Regions from separate parts of the Mus musculus genome. Here region 1 is linked to region 2. A link is a contact called in public ChIA-PET data. All regions are on one chromosome and are shown on one strand. Each heading gives the region's core, a stretch centred on a gene start, on an enhancer-like site or on the middle of the called end of the contact. The rest is flanking DNA. Distances are from core to core; before and after follow the strand shown. Region 1 overlaps Samd4 (sterile alpha motif domain containing 4). Region 2 has its middle 5.3 kb from the start of Gm41147.

Region 1 (6,712 bases), core at 1,063-3,562, 260 kb after region 2:
CCCGCTCCCCTGAGCCCTGGTCTCTAATATTCGTTTCTTCCCATTCTGTACATTTAAAAGCAAGGTCCAATATTTTCTTGTGTGTCTGTCTTATTGCTCATTTGAGTTATAAAGATTTAACTTTATGAGGAATTTCATTTTTTTTAATCTTAGGGTATGAGGTATTTCTGTATGCTTTCAAGCACCAATTTAGATTTTTTTTAAAAAAAAATGTGTTTTAAACTGTTGAGCCCGAAGAAAGGGGAGTTGCTGTGTGGTCATTTGTGGTGGTTTGAATGAAAATGCCCCCCATAGACTTATAGGGAGTGGCATTATCAGAGGTGTGGCCCTGTTGAAGTAGGTTTTGAGGCTTCAGAAGCTCAAGCCAGGCCCAGTGTCACTCTTCCTGCTGCAGATCCAGATGTAGAACTCTCAGCTGCCTCTCCAGCACCATGTCTGCTCTGTGTGCTGCCAGATTGCCTGCCATGATGGTAATGGACTAAACCTCTGAACCCATAAGCCAGCCCCAATTAAATGTTTTTCTTTAGTAAGAGTTGCCGTGGTTGTGGTGTCTTTTCACAGCAACTGAACACTAAGACTTCATTGATCCCGTCTCGAGTGAGGCTATCTTAGAGACCTCTGTGGTTGCAAGGTTGCAGGTGGGAATAGCCTCTGTCTCATGTTTTGTCTTCACTTCTCTTTGGCTTGGAGGTCCAAAGACATAAAGGTCGAGTCATCATAGGTCAAGAGGTTAAGAGTGTTGCCCTCATTACATAGCTAGAGGATGCTGAAGCCAGATGTCAATCTAAAGTCTGCCTCTCCACTCATACTCTTAACCACCCAGTACTCAGAGCTTACCATGTATTATATGTCATTATATTGGAGTTACAAGTGTTAGAATGGGGTCCAAACCACATGTAGGGGAAGTCCCAAGATTCCAAGGTGGCAGTTTCTATATGCTATGATAAAGGTGCAAGATGTGCCAAAGGCAGTCAAGTGAGGGAGGAAGTTATGGACCATGTAGTAGTTTGCATTTACCTTGGACAAAACATTCACTGGATATTCTGGGCACAGATCAAACCATGTTCATTCTGCTCATCCTCTCCCCAACCTGTCTCAGAAAGGAGTAGGCAGCTAATGGTGGGCATCACATGGTGTGGTCACATGGTGTGGTCACGTGGTATGGTCACGTGGGTGGAGTTCATGTTGGTTCTTCAGTGAGGGCTGATTTCTAAGAGACATTTTTTTTTAAATAGTTAATCATATTTACAAAAAGAGGAGAGAGAGTGAAAAGACACACGCATACACACCAGTGTTACAAAACCTTGTATTAATCATTTCCCTTCACTCTCAATATAACCATATGAAATATAGCCATGATTCTTATTTCTGTGGGAGGAAATGAATAATAAATACATTGTAGCAAGTTTAGACCACAAGGGTGTTGTCACTGATAACAACATTTGAAAACTGTACACTTGCAAAGAACAGCATGTTCAAACATTAGTGTATCTGCATCAGTAGAGCTTTCACATGTAACAAACATGCTCTTTCCATGTATGACAAATTTAAAAAATATGCATTGCTTGGCAACATGAACTAGGCAAAAATATTTCTTTGTTCACTAACTTTATACAGGAAACCAGGACAAAAGGCATGCATGTACAATACAGATGCCTGCACAGGGCATGCAACGAAAGGAAGCTCTTTGAAAGTCAGCTTGCGTTAGGCATAAATACATGAGGGTTATATATTAATAAGGGAGGAAGTCTCCTGTTTGCCATCACTAACACTCCTGCTTTCTTTTTGCTCCTCCCAGAGGGATACATATTTACCTTTAAGTCAAGATAAAGGATTAAAAAAAAAGTCGCTTTGCAAACATCTCTGATGAGTTGTAAAAAAAGAAAAGAAAAACAAACTGAAAAACAAAGCCAACACAGATATCATCACAGCTCTGTGTACAACTTATCCTTCTGCAGGTTCTGTTTATGATAGGCACACCTGAGCACCCTGGGTTCTCCCCACTCAGGCTAGAGAGGAAGGGCGCCCAACAGAATCCACTTTCCTCCCCTCCCTCGCTCAGCCCTCATCCCAGCTCTGGGGTGCACAGATCTACAAACCTTGCACCAGCGCTAGCTAGCTACTAGGCACAGAGGAAAGGAAGGCCCAGAGAAGACTCCCACTCTGTAAAAGGCAGCCAGCGACACCTCAAAAGAAACTCTGGTTTCCCTCAGTGTCGCATCGGGAGAATGGGAGGTGGGGCCCAGCTGCGGCTGGCTCCCGGCCTGGGTACCAGAAAGAGACCTTCAGCTCAACCCAGGCTGGGCGCTTGATGCAAATAGCAGCCCTAGGCAGGCAGGCAGGCGGGACCCACCGGCCACTACTTTGCTTGCTGGATTTGTGTAATAAGAAAGTGAAACTCAAAAAGCAGGTGGGGGTGGGGAACACACAAAACAAACCATCAGCAGCGTCGTGTTGTGTCTTGTATAGTTTGTGTTTCTTCCTACTGTTTTCTGGTAAGAAAACACTATGAACAAAAAAGCACCAATAAAACATCACCCCATGATATTGTAGACCAGCATTGTGTCTCAGACAGTGCAGACATGCTGCTTAAATCAGGGCGCCTGGGGTGCGGGTGGGGGCGGGGGTGGGGTGGGGTGGAGATGGGGAGAACCTATGCAGTGAAATAGACTTTACTCGGAAAGTTTCAAACCTTTACTATTTAATATAAAACAGCTGTGTTGGGGCGGGGTGGTCAATGGGTAAATACAAAAAAAGGCACTGCAGCTCACTGCTCAAGGCCTGACTTCACAGCCTCAGGCATGCAACTGCTCGACTCTTTTTAAAATTTTTTTTTATAAATAAAATTTCTTTGCTTTAGGATTTTTAAATTGAGCTGTATACCTGTAGTCAACACAGGACTCAAATCAAGGTGGGGGGGGGGAGGTTCTTAAAAATCATCAGAACACAACTTAAAAAATAAAAATAAAAACACTAACATAGCAAACCACAACTAAGTAGATAAATCTATACAGTCAATGAAAAATAAGCTTTTCTTTTTTTCTTTTTTTTTTTAAAAAAAGAATTCTGTTGTTACTAATAACAGACTTTATCATGGGTACCAGCCATAGCGAGTTAATAAGTGACATATCCAAAATAATATCTCTAATAATCAGATAACCATTGCTTCTATATTCAATGAAGGAATAAATAGAAATTCAGATTTGCAAATATACTCTATGGTCTTCTTCCTCTTAAAAGATTCGCACTCGTGTGATTGTGTTCACAAACTGGTTTCTGAATATCCCATGACCTTATGGGTACGTGCGTTGCGTGTAGCGGACTTAAACACCTTCTCTTTCCTACAGGATGAGGAGTCCTATTGTTCCTCTCTGTTAACCTTTCCAGCATCCTCCAAACACTTCCTCAGACCCTCTGGCCTTCCCTTTGGCCTTCGACATTTTAACCTGTTCTGCCTGACATGGGATCCTCCATCCCAGCTCCTTCCCCAACACTGAGCTTGGAAAGGGACACGAGGGATGAATGTTAATGGCACTTGGTTAAAAAAAAAAAGTCTATCTATCTACATATAAAAATTAAACATGCTGCCTCTTTCTGCACGTGAATTTGCATCTTCAAGACTGGGTCACCCAAGGAGTGTCCTGCATCTTTTGTTTCTGGTGTTGTTATAAAGTGCTGATTGGGGTGATGATCCAAGTCGTCCATGATCACTAAAAGCTCAACCTTCTTAAGGTGTCCTTGGCCCTGCACTGTAAAAGGACTTCGAAATCTCTGTTGTAGCATCCAAGGCTCGGCTCGGTTGTCCACCTGTAATCTTGACAGGCAAACACAGTTGTGTGGATTTTTATTAAGGCCTTTAGAATCTGTGTGCACTTCATTAACTTGAAAAAAAAAATAACCATAGGCAAGGTCATTTGCATGGTCTGGTTTTAAATGTCACTTTTTTTTTTTTTTTTAAAGAGGAATCTGTCTTACCCATTTACTAGACAGGCCTTATATTATGTTCTAGATCATGCCTCCGGCTACTCACTCATACTGTCACATTTACGCAGCTAATTCTCCAGTGTGGCACATAATTTCTTTTGGATTCCCTCTGATATCCTCCATTGCATTAAATTCTGAACTATTCTTTGTTGCCCTTAAGAAATAGATCTATTCCCACACGGTGTTACAGTTAATCTCGAACTGTGTAATGTACGTGTGAGGGTTTTCTCTTTTCTGTGCGTGGTTGGATAAACCATCCCACAACACAGCAAATCTCTGACTCACATGCATAGAGAGAGCAACCACTTCTCTCAGGAACTTAACCTTTCCTGCTTCTGTTTCCATTGTCCCCTCTTCCTCCCATGGTGGAGCTGGACCACGGGGACCTATTGCATCTCTGCATTCTCTCTGTGACACTACTGCTGGGCCATTCTCCTTTGGCAGAGATGGAGTGAGAAGAGATAAGACTCCCAGGCCTAGGCTCCTGCAAAGTCTCCATCACAGATGTTTCAGTGTCAGGCTTCATGCAAAAGAAAACCATCAACCCCTGTCTTTCCTTCTCTAGAGGGACTGTTATCCACGTGTGTGTCTGTGGAGGGAGACCGGGGCTGGTAGGATGGAGCCTGTGGGGAGGGTGGGAAGCAAAAAACAGGTCTTGCGTGGGATGCAAATCCAGCCCAGAAAGAGGTTGCAGAGTTTATCATCTCTAGATAGCCTACGAGCAAATCCAGAACTGATCACACAGCGCCATCATCCTGGTGTCCACACCTAGTACTCTGTTCATCTCAGCCACATCCTTATCCTTCAAACCCATCCACACACTCCTCCCACCTCATGGTCGAAGACGGTAACTTGAGGCCTACTTGACTGTAATCACCTTCCCAAGAAGCAGAGCTTGGCAGCCGTTTTTTTTTTTTTTTTAAAAGACAACCCTGCTGCTATTATAAAAATAGATGAGACAGAATGAATCCATAACAATAATCAGTCTTTTACAAAAAAAACCATAGTATGAAGAGAAGTTCTATCCACACTCTACACATTATGTACCCTTTAAAATTCTTATGTAAACAATACACAAATCAAAGTTTATCTGAAAGTTTGCTGGAGGGAATTTCTTCCTCTTGCCCTTGGTGCCATATAGCCCTCTCTTGTGGTTGTTTCAAGCCGGGCCTCGGGGAAATCCGGTCAGGGGAGCCACAAACAGGCTGGCTGCCATCTTGCTCTCCTTGCTTGTGTCCGCTGTCTTCTGCAGCCTGACTGTGAAGCCGGGTTCTGAGAAGGCTCCCCAGGGCAGGGCTTCTACCTCCCTCCTGTGTGTCTCTTGCATATCTCACCTAGCAATACTCTTCCCCACTCCATTTCCATCCAGGAAGCTACTAGCATCCCTCCACCCCCTCCCAGCCCCACATTCCCCCGAGAGTCCCCTCCCCACCCTGCATACCGTCCCATCCCCTGACAGAAACAAATGACAACATAACCAACCCCAGGTCTACTGATATGTTTACAAGGATGACCTACGCTCTCACAAAATCAAAATGGGCGAGGGACCAGGGGAAAAAGGCTGCAAAGTGTCTTGGAAGAGTCTCTGCAACCCTGAAGATGGCTGACACTGGGCCCGCAGCAGTCCATTTCACGGCCAGCGCGGTCACTGTCATCTTCAGTTTCTAGATTGTGGAGGTCCGGTCAACCCCGTCTGTGGAGGAAACCAGAGGACTACTGAGCAAAACCACTCTGGGCTAGCTGTCTACCAGCATGGCCAGCACTTTCAACATACTGGTCTCTAAGATGAAGGCTTTATTTGCTAACTCACTTGCATGCCCACCTACCTGTCCATTCACTTATTCATCCACCCACCTACCATTCACCCACCTAGCCACCCACCTAGCCACCACTCATCCATCCACTCAGCCACCTACACACCCACCCATTCACCTACCCTACCTACCCATCCATCCACTCATTTTCCTATCTACCCACCCACCCACCCACCCACACACACACACCCACACACTCACTGACATTATCACCCATCTAACATCTGGAGAGGTTGGTTTTTTGTTTTTGTTTTTGTTTTTTAACAGGAGCCATATTAAGCCCAGGAACCAAGATGCAACTGCTCTAATCTCCCAAATAGTCACATTTTAGAATTTACATTACAGACACATAAGTCAACAATGATGCCTGGAGTGATGGTGGCTCTAACCAGTGTGTCCCAAGAAAGAATGAACAGGGAGGGAGGAATGTATAACTCGGCCTTGGAAGTCAAGGGTGGTTTCATAAAGACACAAAACGGCTTGTCGATGGAGCTGGTTGGATGCTAAGCAAGGAAGATTCAGGAGGGGATGATGGGAAGATGGGAAGGGACAAGAGAGGTGGAATGACAGATTATCAAATGGAGAGACAGGCAGTAGACCCTAGGGTGTAGGATGAGAGGCAGGCGCAGGCCTGGAAAGACAGAGAAGGGGTCTCATAGAAAAGCAAATGGAACTGTGGCATTCACACCTGTTTCTTTGGAATTATTTCTCTCTTACTGCAAGTCCTTGATGAAAGGCCAAAGACCTGTTCCTGCCCACACTGTGCAGCCAGAGGGATGGAGACAGCTGATCCAAACTCTCTGCTGCAAGAACAGGGGTAAAGGCAGGGAAAGCAAAGGCAGATGTTGTGCGTATCAGGCGTTGAAGCTTCAGGTGGCAGAAGGGTAATTTAATTACCCATGGCTCTTTGAAAT
Region 2 (6,722 bases), core at 1,214-3,713:
CAGCGTACACTTTGCCCTGTGCGTGCTGTCTGGCTGGTACACCGTGGCTCAGATTCCGGATGCTTCTGCATCGTGAGAAGCAGTGTTTCTGCTGTTCGAGACTTTTTGCTCTTAGAAAAACATAGTGGCTTACTTTTAGGAAGCAAAGACTTTTAATATTTGTGTCATTATTTAGCATGTAAGCATCAGATTAGTGCATTGTGTCAGAGCGTTTGATTTTAGAAATTGTGGGCTGGAGAGATGGCTCAGTGGTTAAGAGCCCTGACTGCTCTTCCAGAGGTCCTGAGTTCATTTTCCAGCAACCACATGGTGGCTAGCAACCATCTGTAATGGAATCCAATGCCCTCTTCTGGTGTGTCTGAAGACAGCTACAGTGTACTCAACATATATATATAAGATAAATAAGATATATTTTTTAAAAATCATAAAAATTGCTATTTGAATTGTTTTCTCTTTTGAAGCACTGTGAGGGCTGGAGGGTGGGTCAGCACTGAAGAACACTGACTGCTCTTCCAGAAGACTTGGATTGGATTCTCAGCATCGCATCCCATGGTGGTTCACAACTGTCTGTCACTTCAGGTCCTCTTCTGGTCTCCCCAGGCACCGAGCACACACAAGGCATACAGGTATGCATGCATGCAAAACACCCATACAACATAAAATAATAATAATATTTTGATTGTTAGATGATTTGGGTTTGTGATTAGAATAGAGTTTCTAACAATCTCTGAAGTCACTGTGAGCACATTTCTGCCATTTTATAGTTCTACAAGGCAATATTCTCAGCTCTGACTATTTATATATTAAGATTTATTTATTTTATGCATGTGAGTACACTGTCCTATCTCTGTCTTCAGACACATCAGAAGAGGGCATCAGATCCCATTACAGATAGTTGTGAGCCACCATGTGGTTGCTGGGATTTGAACTCAAGACCTTTGGAAGAGCAGTCAGTGCTCTTAACCACTAAGCCATCTCTCCAGCCCAGCACTGACTATTTAGAAAACAAAATATTGGTCAACTTTGAAGAATACTGAAACGTTTCTACACCTTGCAGGATCAAATATTCAGCCAAGATTTAATCTTATGTAAAAACAAGTAAGCACATATCCATCTCCTGCATATTGTGACAATTACTTTCTGCTCTAATACATGATAAATTGCAACACACCAAAGGATTGTTTAAAATGTTTCTTCATGATTTACTATCAATACATGTTTGATTTCTAGTCCTCACTGATATATGTGTAGGGTGATGGCAACGTTTCTGTGGTGATGAGGAATCACAAGTGGGAAATGTTTATTAAGGGGCCTAGTCCTAAGAGAGAGAGTGCCCAGGGCAGTGGCAACCTGCAACAGGAAGGGCTGAGCTCTGTTTGTTCACCAGAGAAGGTGCAGAGCTAATGAAGGAACGAAGTGTGAATCCTGCTGTGGGAGCACAACCAGGCACCGCAGTGTTTTCTTGTGAGGCCAAGTGCTGTCTCCAAATCCTTAGCACATGGAAGTGACACATTAGATGAAGCCAATTCACCATTCCTCGTTGGGACTGATGGCTTGGAGTCAGCTCTAATGGATCTCAGTGGCAGGAAGATTCCCTGAAAGAGAGGGGACAGTGACAGAGGTCACAGAGGCTTCTGATTCGGCCCCCGATTCAGTTGATGGCAGAGAGAGGAGTCAGTTCTAAAATCACAGTTCTCGTTCTTCCTTCCCACAGATCTGAAACCCAACAGCATGCCCAGGAAGAGAAAGTAAGGGTCTGAGGTCAGGGGAGACTCCAGATGGAGCAAAGTGGGAATGTCTCTGGAGTCTTTGAGGTGACTGTCATCTCCTAGAATGGGTAGCAGGCAGAAAAAGATGGAGGCTGGACCCCTATGCCACATAAGGAGAAAGTGATGACAGACACAGAGAGATGCAGATAGAGGTATTCACGCATGCCCTCTTGGGTCGAAGGCAAGAACAGTGATAACTCTGCCATAAGGGTCCAGCAAGCATCCTGACCACTGATAGAGTGAGCATTTTCAGGACTACCTGCACAGCTTGGTGGCCGGAAAGATAAGGAATGCAAACCGTTCTTTGTAGAACAAACAATAACAACCACAACCACAAACTGAGGAGAAGAGAGCATGTGATGCTGACGCAGAAAGACAAGGCTGAAGTGAGAGAGGGAACCGGAAACCGGGGTGAGGAGTCAGGAGGAACAAGGGTTTCTTTTCAGAATGAGCAGGCCCTACTTCACGCAGAATTTCACGTCCACCCGTGAGCTTCTTGGTGCCAGCTCATGCTGCAATCCCTTGGTCACTTTATCCCCAGTTTCTGGCAGAAATGCCAGGCACGGAATGATAAATCAAGTGGTTGAAGAGGCTGTGTGACTATTTTGTTTTGTTGGGGCAGGGACTTTCTGTGGAGCCTGGACTGCTCTCAAATTTGGTCTCATGATTATGCCTCAACCACCCAAGTGCTGGGTTGCAGATGTGGGCTGTCATGCCCAGCTTAGCTCATTCTTCCTCAGACATGACAGAGCTACTGAGGTGGGTGTTCTTGAAAGTAGGGGGTTGGAGAAAGTCAGTTTTTAACTGGTGACATACAGGCTTGTGGTAAGTTTGGGCACTGTGGTGGTCTGAATAGATATGGCCCTCATAGTCTCATGTGTTTGAGTGTTTGGCCAAGGGAAGTGGCACTATTAGGAGGTGTGCCCTTGTGGAGTAGGTGTGATCTTGTGGAGGAAGTATGTTTGCAGGCTTTGAGGAATATACGTGCTTAAGCTCTGCCCAGTCTCCTCCTGACTGCCTTCAGATCAAGATGTAGAACTCTGGTCTGCCTGCATGCTGCCATACTTCCCACCATTGATGATAATGGACCGAACCTGTAAGCCAGCCCTAATTAAATGTTGCATTTTATGAGTTGCTGTTGCTGTGGTGTTCCTTCACAGCAATGGAAATCCTAAGACAGGCACCAAAATGACTAGGCCAGATTACCCAGGGCTAGACCACAGTCAACAGTCATTTCTTTAGGAAATACACATGAGAAACCATGATGGACAATTTCCAAGGTAAGTAATGACAGCCATTGCCCGCCTCTTATAATTTCCTCTACTTTTGTGAGCAAACACAAGACAAATGGAAATAATTATAAGCCGCCCTGTTCTGAGCACCTGCCATGGGCAGAACCAGTCTCCGTAACTCTGCCGACACGTGTGCTTTCTCAAAGTAAACGTGAGCAGATCTGAGGAGAAAAAGAGTTGCTTCCACTTGGTTTGTTGTTTTTTTTTTTTTTTTCTCCCCGTGACTTAAAATTTTTTAAATGTATTTTCCTTTGCTACCAGCCTGTGGGAAAGCAAAATTATACAGCTGTTTGCCAAGCAAGCAAGAACTACATCTACCACCAACCTGCAATGGTAGCCGCTCTATCCTTGTTAGGAATCTTTGTAATTAATATGCCCATGGGGTCAGCAAGATGGCTCAGCAGCTACCAAGCCTGCCAACCTGAGCTTGGTCCCCAGGACCCACATGATGGGAGCAGAGACCTCTGAAAGTCATCCTCTGACGCTGACACCTTTTCTGTATTACACACGCAACCCTGTCCCCCCCCCCACACACACACATGATAAATAAAGTAATGTAATCTAAAGTGAGGTCACAGAAAAATATCCTCTTTTTCTTGGGGTAGTCATGCGAATCTGTTGTTTCTTCTGTCAAGACTCTCTTGCATGTCTCTACACAGCAACAGCAACAATTCCTAGGTCACAGCAACTCTGTGGCACTCCAGGTTCCTTACTATCCCTCCGTGGTTTGGCTGCTGGTGGCCTCCTGGGCAGGGAAGAGGCCAGAGCTCAGCTTGCACGGCTGAGCCAGGCGCCTGTGTAGTTCTCTCTCAGTCTGGCCCATAGACTCCATGCTGCATTCTTCCTTCGTATCTGCCCTCCAGGATGCCTCTGTAGCCACACGTGAGCCACCAACAACAATGCTTTCACCCTTCTGTCTAGGATCTGTCCCTGGTCCACCCTGTGCTAGTTCCAATAAGATGTCAGATTTTCTTTTCTTTTTTTTTTTTCTGTTTTTCTTTCTTTCTTTCTTTCTTTTCTTTTTTTTTTTTTTTTTTTTTTTTGGTTTTTCAAGACAGGGTTTCTCTGTGTAGCCTTGAACTCACTTTGTAGACCAGGCTGGCCTCAAATTTAGAAATCCGCCTGCCTCTGCTTCCCAAGTGCTGGGATTAAAGGTGTGTGCCACCATGCCCGGCCAGGTTTTGAAAACAAAACAAAACAAAAACCCTGCTGTTTTCTTCTCTGGGCTAATCAGTTCTCTTAGTCTCACTTTCAATGATCAGAACTGTCCAGAAACATCTATCCCCCGCAGCCTCCAAGTGGATGTAAGACCCCAGCCTGAGGAGGCTGGCTTGGTTATGGTCTGTTGTTTTTTAAACAAAATCTCAGTTGTTCAACTTTACCAATGGGGAGACTCAGGAGCCAGATGCTGTGGTGAAAACCAGCTAGCTCAGAGAGGAAGAGAAAGCACCCAGCTGAACTTCCTCCTCAGCTGACATCCTAGAAACAATGTCCCTCTCTCACGCCATCTCTAAGAAACCTCCTTCCAACTCAATGTCCTCCCTTCTACTTCCTGTGCCTCTCTATCCATCCTTCTGACTTCCTCTTACTCTCTCTGATTTCTTTTTTAAATAATCCTACGTTCACTTTTTGTCAACTGATTGCTTGCTCTGCCCCCTGACCTGTGGTTCACTTTATTTAATCCTGTTTACAAAAGCCAAGCAGAACATTCTTGAATTAAAGGTGTAGGCTAAGGCTGAGCCACACCCAACCAAAACCAGGGTTTTCCAGTAAACAATAAACACACTCTTGGGACTCACGGTCTGATCGACTATCCTGCAACCGTGCTTTAGCTCAGCTCACCTTTAGCTCCTGTCTTTCAACTGTGTGAAATGCAGCAGCCTTGGCACTCCAAGCTATTCCTGACTCCATCCTTATCTCCCTGTGTCCTTTCTCCTTCCTGGACCGTGGTATGGTTTTCACATAGCTAAAGGAGACAAGGGACGATGGGAAAAGATGCAGGCATGAAGGTACAGAGAGGAGAGAGATGTTTGATTATTGGACATTGCAATCCCAGACTTCCTTTACCTTATAGGTAAAAGAAAATAAATGGACCATTTTGTCTATCCTTAGCTTTCAGGGAATAATTTTCTTTCTATCTTTTTAAAGATTTATTTATTTTCATTTATATGAATACACTGTAGCTCTCTTCAGACGCACCAGAAGAGGACATCGGATCTCATTACAGATGGTTGTGAGCCACCATGTGGTTGCTGGGAATTGAACTCAGGTCCTCTGGAAGAGCAACCAGTGCTCTTAACTACTAAGCCATCTCTCCAGCTCTTTCTTTCTCAAAATAAATTTTTTTTTATTATCATAGCGTGCATATGATATGTTGGAGTGTGGGAACATGTGTGCCACAATGAGGATGTCATTATCATAGCGTGTATATGATATGTGCGAGTGTGAGCGTGTGTGTGTCCTCACAAGAATATGGAGGTCAGAGACTTGCTGAAGTTGGTTTTCTCCCTATATCATGGCGTCTGGGTATCAGACTCAGGATTGTGTAGCAAACTCTCTTTCCCACAGAGCACCTCACTGATCTCTTAGGGAAAAAGTTTCATTCATAGTCTCTACTGTCTACGAGGCCACCAGAGCCCAGAGAGTCTAGAAGGCGTAGCTGGTGACAGGGAGGAGAAACGGGGTTATCCTATGATGCTGGGTGAAAAGACTGGACCTAAAGTCTCCGGAGACAGGGATGGCCACAAACCTTCACTGGAGACACTCAGGACTGTTTGGGGTGGTGTCTGCAGGTTGTGGCCTCTGTCCCACTTAGCTTGCAAAGCTAACTGAGTAGTGGGTCGTTGTCTAGTTACTCCTCTGTTGCTATGATAAAGATCATGACCAAAAGCAACTTGAGGAGGAAGGAGTTTATTTGGCTTACAGGTTACAGTGCACTGAAGGAAGTCACTGCAGGAATTCAGGGTAGGAACCTGGAGGCCAGAGCTAATGTAGGCAGACATGGATGGAGAGGTACTGCTTGTTGGCCTGCTCTCCATGGCGTGCTCAGCCTGTGCTCACATATGCCCAGGGCTTCCAGCCCAGAGGCGACACCACCGTTAGTGGGCTGGCTCCTTCCACATCAATCACTAACCCAGAAATGATTTGTCTACAGATTTGTCTACAGGTGACTGAGACAGAGGCGTTTTCTCAGTTGAGGTTCCTCTTCCCAGATAACTCTAAATGTGTTAAGTTCACAAAAGCTCAACCAGGCAAACCACAAATTTCTAAGAATCGGAGTGCAGTATTTTTGTGCATAGTTTTTTGGTGTGTGTGTGTGTGTGTAGGTGGGTGCTGGGTTGTAAAATAAAATATATTTTCAGTTTGTGCAAAACAGTGTTTCTCTGTGTAGCACTGGCTATTCCAGAACTTTCTCTATAGACCAGGCTGGCCTCAAACTCTGCCTGCCTCTGTCTCCTCGACGCTGGGATTAAAAGCGTGCACCATCGCCACCCGACTTTATAGTTTATTTCTTATTGTGGATCGCAGTCAAGAAAATGTGAGAACTTTTGCTTTAGGGAGGTTTAATTGGAAAAAGGATGGATGAGGGTTCAGAGGAGGCTGAGGACTCAAAGGAGAAGCTGTAAGCAGGGAAGGACAGGTGGACGTGAGAGATTTCATT

What was found. ChIA-PET counts read pairs in DNA pulled down with a chosen protein or histone mark.
Region 1: an RNA polymerase II ChIA-PET map of memory CD8 T cells shows a contact between it and region 2, with 12 read pairs. The contact joins two enhancer-like sites. A contact is called at or near these places in 2 of 115 datasets of contacts at active chromatin or transcription factors (memory CD8 T cells and pancreatic cancer cells) and 1 of 9 other capture datasets (adipose tissue).

What each region holds. Positions count from the first base shown.
Region 1 is chr14:47,100,396-47,107,107 of GRCm38.p6, reverse strand. It overlaps Samd4 (sterile alpha motif domain containing 4), which reads right to left. Exons shown (of 13, transcript NM_001037221.2): 13 at 1,291-5,677. The coding sequence ends at 5,649. The region is part of intron 3 of Gm10371 (predicted gene 10371); the gene reads left to right. Among named protein-coding and RNA genes, the nearest start is that of Gm10371, 12 kb to the left of the region's middle. Within about 2 kb of position 2,312, at least 80 of the 459 cell types and tissues checked have an H3K27ac peak or open chromatin away from gene starts, as enhancers often do. A contact at or near this core is called in memory CD8 T cells, where this site is marked.
Region 2 is chr14:47,357,597-47,364,318 of GRCm38.p6, reverse strand. No RefSeq gene overlaps it. Among named protein-coding and RNA genes, the nearest start is that of Gm41147, 5.3 kb to the right of the region's middle. Within about 2 kb of position 2,463, at least 76 of the 459 cell types and tissues checked have an H3K27ac peak or open chromatin away from gene starts, as enhancers often do. A contact at or near this core is called in memory CD8 T cells, where this site is marked.